2 separate regions of the Oryctolagus cuniculus genome follow, and region 1 is linked to region 2. Evidence: chromatin contacts called from public Hi-C data. All regions are on one chromosome and are shown on one strand. The core of a region is the stretch at or near the end of the contact, and the rest is flanking DNA. Distances in the headings are between cores, read along the strand shown. Region 1 overlaps DKK3 (dickkopf WNT signaling pathway inhibitor 3). Region 2 overlaps MICAL2 (microtubule associated monooxygenase, calponin and LIM domain containing 2).

Region 1 (7,687 bases), core at 596-3,095, 230 kb before region 2:
GGGACTGGGCAGGAGTCAGGTCTCCGTCTGCTGCCACCTGCCACCTTGGCCACCCCAGGGGCCCCTTGGGCTGGGGAGCAGGCCCTCCTTCCCCCATAGGACTGGAAGTTCTTCCATCCCAGCCACTCTTCCCTCGGCCTTTTATTTGTGCTTCCTCTTCGAGGAGGCCCGGAATTATGAGACTATGGAAACTTCAGGCTGTTTTCCCTGTGGCTGTATTTTCCAGATCTCATCATTGCAATGTGTCACTGGCCAGCGTCAGCAGGCGCCCGTGCATGCCACCCACTTCAAACACTCCTGCTGTGGCTCACAGAGATGTTCCGCACACCCGGTCACGAGTGAGGACAGCAGAGAGTGGGTGACAGATGCCACAGTTCCCTCCCCAGCCTCCTCGATATTCTCTCCTGTGACCCGCAAGGCGCCACCATCCCAGGGAGGGGAAGACCCCATGTACACTGTCACACACGCGTCCTTTGGTGATGCTGGTCTTTCATTTTCAGTGTGTATGTCGGTGGCGGGGTTGGGGGTGGGGGGTGTCCCGGTGTGTTCAATGACTCTGGATATAACCAACACAAATCATAGCCAGGTGGTGGGCGGTCTGATAGTTTCCCAGTCACCCAAAATCAAGGTGGCAGACAGCACAAACTCCCCTATCAGTAACACACCTTCTGACTGACATGGTCAAGGTGTATGGGTTCAGAGCCCAATTTTACCACTTAGCCATTTACTATGACTTTTTAATTCCCTGACCTCTGATGTCCTCAACTGTAAAATTATATTTACTTCCCAGTAGTAAAAGGATCAGAAAATAAAACACGGAAAGACATCTGGCTCACGGCCCAGTGCACAGTGGGGGTTCAGTTATCCAGGAGAATGAATGAAGGCAGGAAAAATACGCAGAGGATTGTTTTTCCCAGCAAATAAAACTCGATTGCTGCAGTGCTTTGTGGCATCTCCATGACCTCTAAGTTTCTGTTTTACTTCCTCCTATTTACTCCTGGGCCACACAGCTTTCATGGCTAACCTCAGAGTGGCCACCCCACGCCAGACAAAGGGCCACACAGGTGAGCAGACGAGGTCCCTGCCTTCCGCTCACGGTCTTCTAGACAATTCTTTTGCTGTCAGTTCATGAGTTTCGGATTTTTCTCCCATTCCCCTCCAGTCTTCACCATCTGTCCCATCACTGACCCTCCAAGATATGACACAGACAGGGGCATCCAGACCCTGCTGGCCCACAGCATATTAAAACCTGAGCTCAGCAGGCTGGGAGGTTCCAGCTCTGACCACTGCACAACTGCAGAGTAACGATCTCCCTCCATCTCGGTCTTCCCATCTGCAAAACAGGAGGCTTGGTCTAGACCAGGGGTGGGAACGGTGTCCGCTGCAGTCCTTTTCCAGCCCATTGTCAGTGAGTGCCCCGGGTGCAGCAATGTCCCAAGAGCTGAGAGCCTCTTGGCTCATAAGGACATAACTCTGCAATTGATTAGCAATGTCTGCCCCAGGCATGGCGCTGGGGGGATGGCACTGTACATGCCATGTGTTTTCATTCCTGGTCTAAAGGGGCTCAAAAGACCCTGTGAATTCTGCCATTTGTCACTGTGTGACTCAGAGAAACACTGCTTTGCTTTATCTCTTGCACAAGGCCTGCCTTCACACACATCGTTTCCATCTGTTTGGCCTAACACCTTGGCCACCGTTGCCCTTCAGAAATGTGCTCAGTTCTCATGTTCAAAGCAACAGCAACCGCACAACAAAACACATGTCTTCGCTGACTCATCACACTTGTATCCACTAAGCTACTGCCTCCTGCCTGGAGGCACCAGGAAGTGAGGTCAGGAAGCAGAATCTGCACTTATTTAGCATCTACTGAGTGCCAGACACTCTCCGTGCATTGCCTCCGACTTCCCCAGTCACTCACTGCCTCTCCCTTTCCTAGAGCAGGCCCAGGGCTCAGAGCTGGGGCGGGGGGCGGGCGGTGGGGGCGGGGTTAGGAGCAGGGATCCCAACCCACGGCAGTTTCCAACCTAAGTTCCTCCACACCATGCGCCCCTAGAAAGGACCCAGGTGTCCTGTTTACTCTTTCTTTTCCAGGAGTGGAGGTAAAAATCAAGCCTGACAGGAGGTCTAGACAGAGCAATGGGAGCTGGGAAGACATGTGGGTGGCTCAGTCTCCATCCATCATTGACCAAGAGTAGGGACTTCCTGCCTGATTTGGAGCCCAGCTCAGCTTCTCAGAGTCGGAGCATGACTGTGAATCCTGAGAGCACTGAACATGGCCTTCTGCATGCCCGCCCATAGCCCATCCTGACCCAGCTCCGCGGCAGCTCACCCCGGGGTGCCAGGGCCCTTTAGCTCCAGCCGGGCCATGTATCCTCCAGTGCCTACAACCACAAAAACTGAAAGGTGAAAATCTGTTCTGCTGTGGGCACTGCTGGCGGGAATGTAAAGTGGTGCAGGTGCCATGGAAAAAGGTATGTGGGGGCCATTGGTTGGCACAGTGGTTACGCACCTGGCTGGAACATCACATCCCATACTGGAGTGCCTGAGTTTGAGTCTCAGCTCTGCTTCCAATTCCGGCTTCCTGTTCATGTGCACCCTGGGAGGCAGCAGGTGATGGCTCAAGTCTTGGGTCCCTGCCACCCATGTGGGAGACCCAGATTGAATTCAACACTCCTGGGTCCTACCTGGTCCAGCCCTGGCTGTTGCAGGCATTTAGGGGGTGAATCAGTGGATGGGAGATCTCTCTCTCTCTCAAAAACAATGTTCTATTAAGAACATGGGTATAGGAAGTTCAGGAATTAATTAAGACCTAGGTTTGTTTCATTTCTTTTTTTTTTCTTTTAATACTGGCTCTGGCATCTCCTAGCACTGCTGAACCATTTCTCTAAGGCTCAGTTACTCTCTGCAAAATGAGGTCAGCATCACGTGGCTGTCTCGGGGACTACGTGAGGGGCTGTCAGATCCCTAATACAGTGCCTGGCACTCAGCCCTGGGGTTCCTCAAATGGCTGTTTTGACCTTGACCTTGGCCATCACCTGTCACTCTTGCAGTCGCGATGAGCTCGAGTGATTACTGAGCTCTCAATCGCCACACAGCACAGGTGGGCAAGTCTGCACTGTAACTAGGCTCTATCCCGCACACGAGAAAGTGGCGGGTTTACAGAGAGTGGTTAATCTGGTCCCTCTCTGAATCACAGTGAATAAACAAGGGAACCCTGGAGAAAGGTGCAGCCTTTGATGTCATTTTAAAAGCAAAACTAAGCGTGTTTTCCAGAATGATGCAGAACGCATGGGAGGGCAGAGCCCACAAAGCTGATGACCAGGCTGCGAAGGCGCCGTGGTGAATGCCTTCCCCAGGGGTCTGGAAGAATCCCCAGGTCCCTACAGCCAAGGCCAACCACACACCAGCATGAAGGAGCAGCTCAGCCGACTTGTCCAGACGCCACAGAAGTCGGACTGCCCCGTCGCGGACACCATCCGCCAAATGAGACTTCAGGCCCAATCACTGTCACTTGCCTGGCCAGCCTGCTGGCAGCGCACAAAAGCAGAGACTCCCGTTCTAAGTGAAGCTTTCCAGACTTGAAGGCCTGAAGCCAGGCTTCTCGCAGGGCAAGGGCTCTGCCTCAGGCCCCAGCCTCGGCGGGAATAAGCAAAGCCCAACCCCACCACCGTCCCTGCCGTCCAAACCACGTCTTCCTGGCTCACAGCACAGGGAAAAGCACGGCAGAAGCCGGATGCGTTCCCCACTCAGCACGCATTCCCAGCCCCTTGGCGTGGCTCTCAAAGCCAATTCCTGCCCCTCCCCAGCCTCCTCTGCAGCTTGCCCAAGCCTGCCTCCAGCACTGACATTCTAAGCTCCCGAGTGTTCCTCAGACATGTTCCTACCTTTACACACCTTACTTCCCTCCGTCCCCACAACCGAGAATCCCACACACCACTCAAAATGCAGCTCAACTGCCACCCTTCTAGGAAGCTGGTCAAGAAGAGTGAACGGGGCCAGTGTGCTGATGCTGCAGGTGACGCCATCCCTTGCAACGCCGGCATCTCGTAGCAGAGTGTGGTCTGGGTCCACCTGCTCTGCTTCCAATCCAGCTTCCTGATCATGTACCAGGGAAGGCAGCAGACGATGGCCCGAGGAGTCTCAAGACCTCAGTGCACTCTGTTTATAACAGACCACAAGAAACCTGCCCTCTGCCAACGGAGCTGTCGGCTGGACAATGAGCATCCTTGAAAAGACAGACAGGGGCCGGCGCCGTGGCTCAATAGGCTAATCTTCCACCTTGCGGCGCCGGCACACCGGGTTCTAGTCCCGGTCGGGGCACCGGATTCTGTCCCGGTTGCCCCTCTTCCAGGCCAGCTCTCTGCTATGGCCAGGGAGTGCAGTGGAGGATGGCCCAGGTGCTTGGGCCCTGCACCCCATGGGAGACCAGGAAAAGCACCTGGATCCTGGCTCCTGCCATGGGATCAGCGCGGTGCGCCGGCTGCAGCGGCGGCCATTGGAGGGTGAACCAGCGGCAAGGGAAGACCTTTCTCTCTCTGTCTCTCTCTCACTGTCCACTCTGCCTGTCAAAAAAAAAAAAAAAAAAAAAAGACAAGACAGACAGGGACGAAGGGAAATAAGGTGGTGTAGAGGTAAGAACGTGTCTGAGGAGCACCCAGTAGCTTAGAATGCCAGTGCTGGAGGTAGGCGTGGGGGAGCAGCAGAGGAAGCTGGGGAGGGGAGGAGCTGGCTCCTGAGAGCCACGCCTAGGAGCTGGGAATGCGTGCTGAGTGGGGAACACATCGGCGTCTGCAGTGCTCTCCCCTGCGCTGAGCTGCCTACCGTGACGTAACTTGTGCCTCTGCTTACAAAGGGAGACCCATGAAGAACTCTCCCCGCGAAGTCTCCCTGGGTGCCTGATCTGACCCCGGCACCAGGCACCCTGTACACCCTCTGCCCAGAAAGAGCACATCCATATTGCAGTGATCTCTGTATGGTTCTGATCCACTGTTAGCCTGGGTGCTCCTCTACTTCAGAGACACCTTTGACATCTACCTGCCAGAAAACCCAGTGGGTGCTCAAAACAATGTACAAACCATTGAGTTCACACATTCTGGGCATTCCGAGAGTCATGGACTGGGGAAGCCAAATCATACTAACAAGTGGCTGACACCGACTGACTTCCAGCTCCTGTGTCCAGGAGCCACACTGCGTTTCTGACCTCGATCACTTTGTTGTGTCCTCCTGACAATACCACCCAGAAGGGAAGCTTACTAACATTTGGGGCAACTGAGGCTTAGAGGATTTAAGGATCTGAAGCAAAGTTTTGCAGCTGGTGAGTGAGGTGAGCAACAGAGCTGGCATCTGAACTGGCTGTCTGGGCCCAGAGCCTGACCTGCCCCTCTGAAGTGCTTCTCGGAGTCACTTGGACGTTGGTTGGGAGGTTTGTGGAGGGGTGGAGGGAGGAAGCAGGAAGGAGGGCACCCACTGTTTTGTACTAACAGGGTGGAGGCAGTGGCCAGCTGGTCACCCCACCTCCCGCCTGGTGTGGCACAGCCCATTGGCTCACACAGACACCAGGCCCTCCGCTGGTTCTGGCCAGGAATGTGGAATCATTGACAGCCCCTGCTGCAGGTGGGGGCTGGCAAAAAACAACCTTGGAAACTGCAGTGCGCAATGAAAGGCACATCACCTTTCGGTGGGAAAGCTGGCAGCCCCCCCCCCCCAATTTTAGATCTGCATATCCTTTAAAATTTTAAATTTTTTAAAAAATTTTTGAAAGGCAGAGAGAGACAGAGACAGAAAGATTTCCCATCTGCTGATTTGCTTCCCAAATGCCTACAATACCCCAGATGGAAACTAGGAGCCAGGCACACCATCTGGGTCTCCTATGTGGGTGGCCGGGCGCAAGTACTTGAGTCATCAATTGCTTCCTCCCAGGGTCTGCACACCCTGTGACTTAACAACTTAATTTCTAGGATTTATGGAGCGGAAACTCTCGCAAAATCATTCAGAAACATAGGTAGACATTTGTGACAACATTGTGAACAATTCACAAGATCTGTTAAAAAGATTCAAGAAACTGATCAGGAGAAGTCTCTGCAAGTTTGAATTCCTGCAGACACTTCTGTCCATGATTTGGTGACTGGTTTACCAACCTTTCTTATACACACTGTTTTTCTAAAATGGAGATATGTTTACATACCAGATACACACATATGTAGGTTTTACAGACTTTGTATATTGCATACACTGCTCTCCAATTGCCTTTGCTCACTCAGCATGTTATAGAAGGCCTCCCTTTCATGCCAACATACATGAAAGTCACCTGTTGACCCCACAGTATTTGCTTCGGGATGTGGAATCTTTTCTCTTAACAAACACCTTCTTGGAAGATACTTGAGTTGAAGTGAATACAATGCATTATCACGTGGTTCCAGCCAGGACACGGCTCAAGAGAAAAAGCCTGCCCTAGAAACTGCTCATCCTCATCAACTGTGTTTACCTGGGACTTCGTACCCATTTCTCAGAATCATGCAGAGTTCTCCAACTGTCCCTCTCCTCCTTTACTTTTCTACTGGACTAAGGCATGGAGACTTATACACAGCCAGAATCACAAAGTCAAGCCAAAGTTGGAATTTAGAGGCACAATGGGCTCAAACGTTGTGTTCCACAGGGCTGTGGAACAGCACATTCGCACAGACGATGTCCTCACCCTTAGGACAAAGCTGTTGTCCTTGACAGAAACCGAATACCCTCGCCAACCTGAGGCCACACCTGGAGCTTGTCAGCCCTGAGCACCACTATTCCCCTCACAGCTCATTCTCACCAGCACCCAATCAGACACACACGGCCACAGGACGAGGCAATCCATGGCAGGGGGAGGGCATGAGCAGGTGCAGCCGCCTGACACCATGCCCTGGCCTCAAAACACCAGGGGCTGGGGGCCGCAGGGAACATCCACATGCCCTCAGCTCCCGGTCTAATCCCAGGATCCCCGCAGCAGGTGGCTGGGAACCAGGGCGAAGCCAGCGAGGGCCCAGTGTTAATCCCCCCTCAACTGCAGCGCGCTCACACAGGCGGGTCCATAAGCCCTGCCACACCAGCGTCTCCTCAGCCTCGTCCAGCGGAGGCTCCTGGCCCCGCGGGAGCAGCCATGACACTGCATCACAGGGGAGCTGAGCCCTGTCTGCCACCTGCCCTGTTCAGGCGCCCTCACTCAGCGGCGGGGCTGACTTGGAGCCCCCAGCCCCCGGGCGCAGCAAGACTCCCCAGGAGGCAGACACTTTGGGAACTAATCAGACCTTCCCCTCCCACCTTCCGGTTTGCTCTCTGTACAGGCTGTGGCCACACTTTAACATCTCGCCCCTCCCCACTCCCCCCCGCCCCCACCCCACCGCACCTCCACACAAATCACAGGCCAGGAGTCTCCCAACACAGACGCCTCTGCTTTCACACTTGCAGGGAATTCCACAGTCACTGCCTTCCAGCCGGAAGGCCCTGGCGGTACTGGTCCCCTCCAGAACAAGGCAGTCACCGAGTTCCTCCTGTCTACCCTGTGGCCTGTGTGGGTGGCGGATCTGGCCCTCCCGTGGCCTCCTAGGCACTGACCAGTGTCTCAGGTGGCTGTACACGGCAGACCCCATTGCTTCAAACCAAGTGTGTTCCGCTGGGAAGACAGCCAGACCCACTCCCTCCTGTCCCAGAC
Region 2 (6,815 bases), core at 1,580-4,079:
TGCTCCACGAGGCAGATCTTTCAAGAGACCTGAGATACGCACTTCATCCAAAAAAAAAAAAAAAAAAAAAAGCTAATTCAGAAAGTTCGTGGAAATTGAATCAAAACATAAATTGATTTGGGGGCGAGGAAGTTTTTTCATAATGCTCACTTTCCATGCATTTTTAAGTGTTTGCATGTTGTTGGTGACGTGAGGGGATACCACCCTTGTGTAGCCCTTTTCTAGAGTGTCTTTGGGTGACCCCAGCACCAAGTGTTGCTTGCAGCCTCTTTAGCCAACAGGGAGTTCATTGAGAGGCGGGGCAGGGGCTGAGTGGCAGCTGCCAGTCACAGGTGGCGGTACCTCCTCCCCAGAAGCTTCCCTGGGTGTACTGTGTCTCAGCTGGAAGTCTCTTCCTGCCTTTCCTGCTCCTGCTCCTTCGAGGAGGGCCAGGTGCTGTTTCCTTGGCTGGCAGCCCACGACCAGCAGTGGGGAGAAATCTACTCTGCATCTGCTCCTTCTCAGGAGGCGCTGGGCTGTTTCCTGGGCAGCTGTTTTGCTGAAAGTCAGCTCTAACAAAGCAATCAATCTTTCTAAAGTCCGGCTACTCAAAGATCTGGCAGCTTCGGTGTCACCTGGCAGCGTGTTTAGAACGCAGACTCTCGGTGCCCACCCAGTCCTCCCGCCAGCAAAGCTGTCTTTGCACATCAGTTCCTAGGTGCTTCATGTGCACAGCGAGGTGTGGAAGGCGCCGCCGGTCCGGGTGGCTCTCTGTCCTGGCTGGCCTTGGCCATGTAAGGTGTTTGTGCTCAGTGCATTTCCCATGGTGAATTACAGAGGGCCTCTCTGGTCTGTGTTTGCCCAGCACTTCAGAGTGGCTGTGCACACAAGGCTCCCTGAATACACACAGTGAACGCAGCTTGCCTCTTCCAGCCCAGTTCTTTGTTATGGTGAGAACCCCTGCTCTGTCTCCCTGGGGGAGCCTCCTGCCCCCAGACAAGGCAGTGCCATTATACACTTCTGAGGCCTGCGGGGCTGGGGGGGAGGGGGCAACAGACACTCCTGCAGGCCCCTGGTGATTTTCTGTTGCTATTGTTAGCAGATGAGCTGGAAAAGTCTTACAGGGAGCCTCGTGTTCTAAAACAGCACACCCAAGCCGTCAAGATCTACTTCACCATTATAAGCCATGTTGGCATCACAGATCCCTTTGGGATGTGATGAGAAGAGCAGTTCCCTCTGTGGTATCCTCCCACAACCCAGGGCTCATCGTGAGCAAACAGCAGAACAGCCCAGACTGGGGGACTTCCTACCAAACAGCTGCCAGTGCCCTTGCAAGGTGGCATGGCCAGGAAAGACAAGGAATGGAGAGAATGGAGGAAACCCAGGAAGGAGAGTGGCTAGATGCCGCGTGGGTTCCTGGATTGACCCTAGAGAAGGAAAAGGATCTCAGGGGGAAAGCCGGGGCAGTTGGATAAAGTCTAACTCGAGTAGCATTGTGCCACTGTGGATTTAGTTCTGATAACAACAGTAGAGTGATTATTCCAGATATTAGCGGTCAAGACAATTAAATGTGTGCAGGGTGTGCAGAAACAGTCTGTGCTATTTCTACAACATTTGTGTAAATCTGAAATTGTTCCTAAATTAGAAGGTAGCAAAACCCAACAGGACTGGGCGAAGTTGGGGGGAAGAGAGAGGAGCCCAGAGCCTGTGCCTGGCCAGGCTGCTCCCCTGCGCCCCAACCCTTCTCAGGCTCAGGGTGTGTTCTGAAACCCATTTTGCTTGCCATGTTTGATTCCTGCACGTGAAGTGGGTTTCCTTCCATTGACCGATGAGGGAATTCCAGGGATGCTGAGCAAATATCACACAGCTGGGGAGTGAAAGTCAGGACTCAGGCCCTAACTGGCTGCCTCCTAAGCCCAGCCAGGCTCAGGCTCTGGAAGGCGTGACCCCTGCCGTGAGCATGGTCTCTACCGGGTATCCCCGCTGCGCCGGCCTCACGTCCTCAGCCCACAGAGGGAGCCCCACTTCAGGAACCCAGTCCTGTGTCCTGAGTCCCCGGGCCCCCTCCCTGCTATGTGGGTCCAGGAGCCAACCTGCCTTGTGCTGTTGTGACTTCTACAGCCACCAGCCTTTTCCAGCCGGAGCCTGGGCTCCAGTCAGGAGTGTGGCAGCAGTAAGGAAGGCGGCAGTCAGAACAAAGTCAAGTCCATGGCAAATCAGCTGCTGGCCAAGTTTGAGGAGAGCACTCGGAACCCCTCGCTCCTGAAGCAGGTGAGTCACATAGCCAGCGCTCGCCGGGCCTGCGGCTGCCGGGAAGGTAGCAGAATTGTTCAGGCTAGAGATGGATTGCCACTGTGCCAGCCAGGCCTGGTTAAAGCGACACCCGAGCTTCTAATCCTGGAGTCAGCAGACTTTTCTAGAAGAAGCCAGATGAGCAACTTTTTCTACGTGTGGGAGGCAGTGCTGTCTCTGTGGCAACTACACGATTCTGCCATTGAAGTGCGAATGTAGCCATAGACAGATGAGTCTGACTGTGTTCCAATAAAACTTTATTTCCAAAGCAGGCAGCGGGCCAGTGTGCTGGCACCTGTTCTGCGTTAAGGAAATCCATTCCCCTATGTGGTTGTGCTTTGCAACCGCGACATGAGAGGCACACTTGAGGGAGCTGCTGAGTTGCAGGCTGTGTGTTAGTGTTGTCCGTGTTGCAAAGAACCATTCAAACCCAGGGAAACTGAACCAGAGGTGGACAGGCATTCTGGCCACACCCGAGTCCCCTGGGCCTCCCCTCCTGCCCTCTACCCCGGGTCAGCCTGAGGCTGAAGAAGGTCAGGCTGCCAGCTTCGCTTTGACTCTAGCTGCTGGGCCTGTGCCTGGGGCGCTCTTTGCCCCCCTGAATTTCCACTAGGGGTGCTGCTGCCTCCTTACAAAAGCTTGCGAGAGGGTCTGGCTCCCCCGCAGAGAACACCTGCCACACAGCAGCCAAGACCCCTTTCAAAGGAGTGGGCTCTGGGATCATTGGCTGTCTTGGTGGTCTTGAGGTGGGCCCTGCCTCTCCTGGACCAGCTGCGCTTTCCCAGGTGGTGGAGGAGCTTTATTCTAAGGGACCACTTTCTGAGACTTGAAATTCTCAAGAACTGTCCTCAGTGGCCCCTTGTGGAGGCCCACCCCCCACAGTTACTGGATGCAGACGAGGGCTCTCTTCCATCAGAAGAACTGGCAGGTCCTCCCCCTCGGGTGGGCGGGAAGCTTTCCTGCCCCCGGGGAGCACTGCTGGGCTGGCCGCCCGGCCCGGCGTGGGCTCTGGCAGTGCCAGCCCAGGGCGCTGTGTCTGAGCCAAAAGCAAAGCCTCCCTGGGATTCACACGTTGTCTGGGAGGAGGGGACTCTAGGAATCCAGGCTGTTCACAAGGGCTCGGGTTTCCGGGCTGGGCCCGGCTTGCGGGAGCTCAGGCCAGTGCTCCAGCCGCTCCTGCCCGCTGCCCCTCCTGCACCTCCTCGCTCCTCTGTCCTCTCTGACTCACCTTTTCCTTCCTGTCTCCTGTGGCTGCTTTTCGGGACTGGCCTTTCTCCTCCCAGGAACGCCGTAACTCAGGGATAGGTAAGACCACCCTGTGCTCTTCCTCTGACCTTCCTGCTAGCTCTCACTGCCCCAAGCCGGACGAGCCCACACCCAGCCCATCACCTCCTCTGAAAAGGCAGGTAGGGCTCCGTCCAGTGGATGCTGTGTGGGTGAAGCCAGAGGGGGCTTTGAGCAGAGGGGTAGGGTTAGCAGCTCCGTCCACCCCCCAGATAGGGCTGATTGTAGAGGCTGTGGGCAAATGACACAGCTTGAGGTCCCCACATTTCCAGGTAAGAGTAACCAAGTACACGGCATCTTGGAATCCATGCCAGGACCCCCTCGACCAGTCGAAGGTACCAACTGGCCAACCGCCGTGCTCTTGGTGTTGTTACCTGGGGAAAATGGAACCCCGGCAACGTGGGATGTTCCGTGTGATGCCCTGTGACACTCAGCTTTGTCTGTAGACTGATGCTTGAATAGGCTGATTTCCAAATCAATGACTCAGCGATGCTGGAATGGACTCGGGCCATGTGGCCGTCACCATTGAAGGGGGAAGGCATGGACGTGGCGAGACGTCCTGGCTGCCAGAGTAGCCAGGGTGGCAGCTGGCGGCCACCGACTGTAGCTCACTCCAGCCACGCTGTCCGGGTTTGGAATTTGAACAGAATCCCTCTTGCTGACCACAGAGCTCAGAGCTGTCGGTCAGTGTTAGGAAGTTGGTGCTGTTCCCAGGTGGTGGAGGTTGAGGGAGACGGCTCTGAGCATAGCACAGCTAGCTGGGGAGCCGCGTGAACTGTGCCGACGGCTACTCTCTCTAGGGCCATCAAACCAGCATCTCTGGGGCTGGGCCAGACTTGGGGGCTTTTTCAGGTACCTGAGATTATTCCAATGTTCAGCTGGGATTGAGGACCAGGGTGGAATGGGTTTTGATTCAGGGGGCCCGGGGTGAGGGGCAGACTCTGTGTCGTGATCGAGGGTGCCAGGTGGTTCCGAGGCAGGTAGACGAAGCTCAGCCGGGAGGCCAGTCTGGAGTCTGACTCACTGTGGCACCCGGTGTGGCCTTCGGCTCGGTCCTCGGCGGGGGGACTCCCTAGAGCGGGGCCTAGGGCAGGGCCGCAGGAGGGAAGGAAGCTTGATTTTCCCTCTTTCCCAGTTCCCCTCCACGGCTGTGCCAGGGCACGTGCTCCGAGAGCTCAAGCAAGTGTCTGCAGGCGGCGAGTGCCCGAGCAGGCCCTGGAGAGCCAGGGCCAAGTCTGACCTGCAGCTGGCTGGGCCCGAGAGCCCCCCGGCCCTGCCTCCCGCCTGCCAGGGAGCCCTGGCCCTTTCAGGGGTGCTGCGGCGGCTGCAGCAGGTGGAAGAAAAGATTCTCCAGGTGAAAGACTGTTCCTGGCCCTCGCCCCTGGCCATGCCTCGGTGACTTCCCGTCCTGTCTCCCCTCCTCCTGCCTGTGGGGGGCGGGGGTCCCTTCTCCTGCTTGCTCCCTGCCTGCTGTCCCACTGTCTGTGGTGAGTGGACAGGGTCCCCACCAGCCTTCCTCACCTTTCTCTTGGGGGCACCGCCATAGTCTCTGTCACTGCCTCTCTCTTCTTTCTCCCTTCTTGCCTCGACTGCAGAAGAGGGCCCAGAACTTGGCCAACAGGGAATTTCACAAAAAGAACATTAAGGAGAAGGCGGCTCACCTGGCCTCTCTGTTCGGACATGGGGATTTCCCACAGGTAAACCCGGGGCGCCGGAGCCCCCAGGAACACACAGGCCGGCCGGCCCGGCACCCAGGAGCAGTCTCCGGAGTTTGGTCTGCCCCTCCCGCCTTCTACTGCCTGAGAAGTTATCCAATTTTTAAAGCTGCTCAGATGTTTGAACTGGCATCTGAAAAAAGACCTAAGTGAGAGACTCAGCATAACTAGATGATGCCAAAGGGGAGGTCAGGGCAGGAGCTTGAGCTCACGTTAACAAAAAATGCTACTAAGCAGAAACACGGACTGTTACAGCCCAGACAGGTTCTGAGCCAGCCTGGAGCTTCCGAAGGGCCCACGCAAAGAGGGCATGCTGGCCAACTGCAAGCGTAACACTGCCTTTAAGGTGAAAGCAAACCAGCTGCTCGCGATGCCTAGGGGCACGGTGGAGACATCTCCCTGAGGCCCTGACAGGCGACCCTAAAGGATGAGGTCAAGCTCGTGCTGTCAGCTGGGTTCTGCTTGGCAAGAGGCAGTGTCGGGCCAGTGAGAGTGACTTTGCCTTAGACCAGGGAGTGCAGCCCCCTCCGAGTCAGGTCCTGGTTTGGAGACTTGCTGGGGAGAAGAGCGTGTGCTCCCAGGGAGGTGTGAGCTGACCGTGAGTGCCGGCTCCCTGTCCCTGGCCGCGAGCCCACCTCTCAAACTTCTCTGCTCCACGCTGACCTCCCAGATGAGGTAGAATCACTGATGTGCGCACAAGGCTTCATGTTCAGTTCATGTTCAGGGTTGCCCGGCACAGTTGTCTGCCTGCAGCTGCCGAGCCCCTGCTGGGGCCCTCTGCCCCGAGGCAGCCCACGGTGCCCCCTTCCTAAGCCTGCAGCTGCCACTTCACGCCAAGCTCCGTCAGTAGCCCTGGCATCCGGGGCGGATGGAGGCAGAAACAGCATTGCTGCAGCTGTTTTGGTGTGACGGGGGAGCTGGCACACTTTGTAGCTGAATGCGGCGTAACCAGGAGCCAGATAATCCTGCCTGGCTCCAAAGGCAGAGCTTTCAGTTTTGCTCCGAGCCACAAGCCCAGTGTTGGCCCTGTGCTCTGAGGCCACGGGCGTGGGGCCGCATCGTGGAGGCAGGCGTGCCTGGGCAGTCCCCTGGGATAATCCTAGTTTCCTCTGTCTCTGTTCCGTGCAGAATAAACTGCTCACTAAAGGCCTGTCTCCTACTCATCCTCCGTCTCCTCCCTCTTGCCTTCCATCTCCTGACTCCGCTCCACCCTCTCCGCCGGCTGTCAACACTGCTTCCTCTTCCAGAAAGGTAGTTGTCCTCAGTGGTTCGCCTCCCTCGCGCTGCACAGATGGACATCTGGAGCCCGGCCGCGCTGCGCTGGGCTGAACGTGTGTGAGCTATTTTACAGCAGCCCTGGAAGCTGATTTGGCTTTGCGCTGGAGCATGCAGCGTAGCAGAACGGGCAGCCCACGAGAGCCTGCCAGGCGGCGCTCACTGACCGGGCAGCATTCATGAGTACCCACCAGCCACCTCCCAGAGCCCGCAGCGGCACGGGGCGCGGTGCCCTTACAGAGCTTGGATGAGAAACAGCATGCTGGTGTG

Evidence for each region. Hi-C and Micro-C count contacts between places; a contact is called where the count stands out from the background.
Region 1: a contact with region 2 is called in a Hi-C map of an unstated tissue, with 2.2 times the contacts expected there. The contact joins two enhancer-like sites. A contact is called at or near these places in 2 of 6 Hi-C or Micro-C datasets (skin fibroblasts and an unstated tissue).

The regions. Positions count from the first base shown.
Region 1 is chr1:54,228,344-54,236,030 of mOryCun1.1, reverse strand. All of the region lies in intron 4 of DKK3 (dickkopf WNT signaling pathway inhibitor 3), which reads right to left. Among named protein-coding and RNA genes, the nearest start is that of DKK3, 18 kb to the right of the region's middle. Within about 2 kb of position 1,845, at least 2 of the 8 cell types and tissues checked have an H3K27ac peak or open chromatin away from gene starts, as enhancers often do.
Region 2 is chr1:53,999,060-54,005,874 of mOryCun1.1, reverse strand. It overlaps MICAL2 (microtubule associated monooxygenase, calponin and LIM domain containing 2), which reads left to right. Exons shown (of 36, transcript XM_070073245.1): 17 at 2,101-2,250; 18 at 3,555-3,677; 19 at 4,691-4,909; 20 at 5,151-5,252; 21 at 6,399-6,521. Among named protein-coding and RNA genes, the nearest start is that of PARVA, 110 kb to the right of the region's middle. Within about 2 kb of position 2,829, at least 2 of the 8 cell types and tissues checked have an H3K27ac peak or open chromatin away from gene starts, as enhancers often do.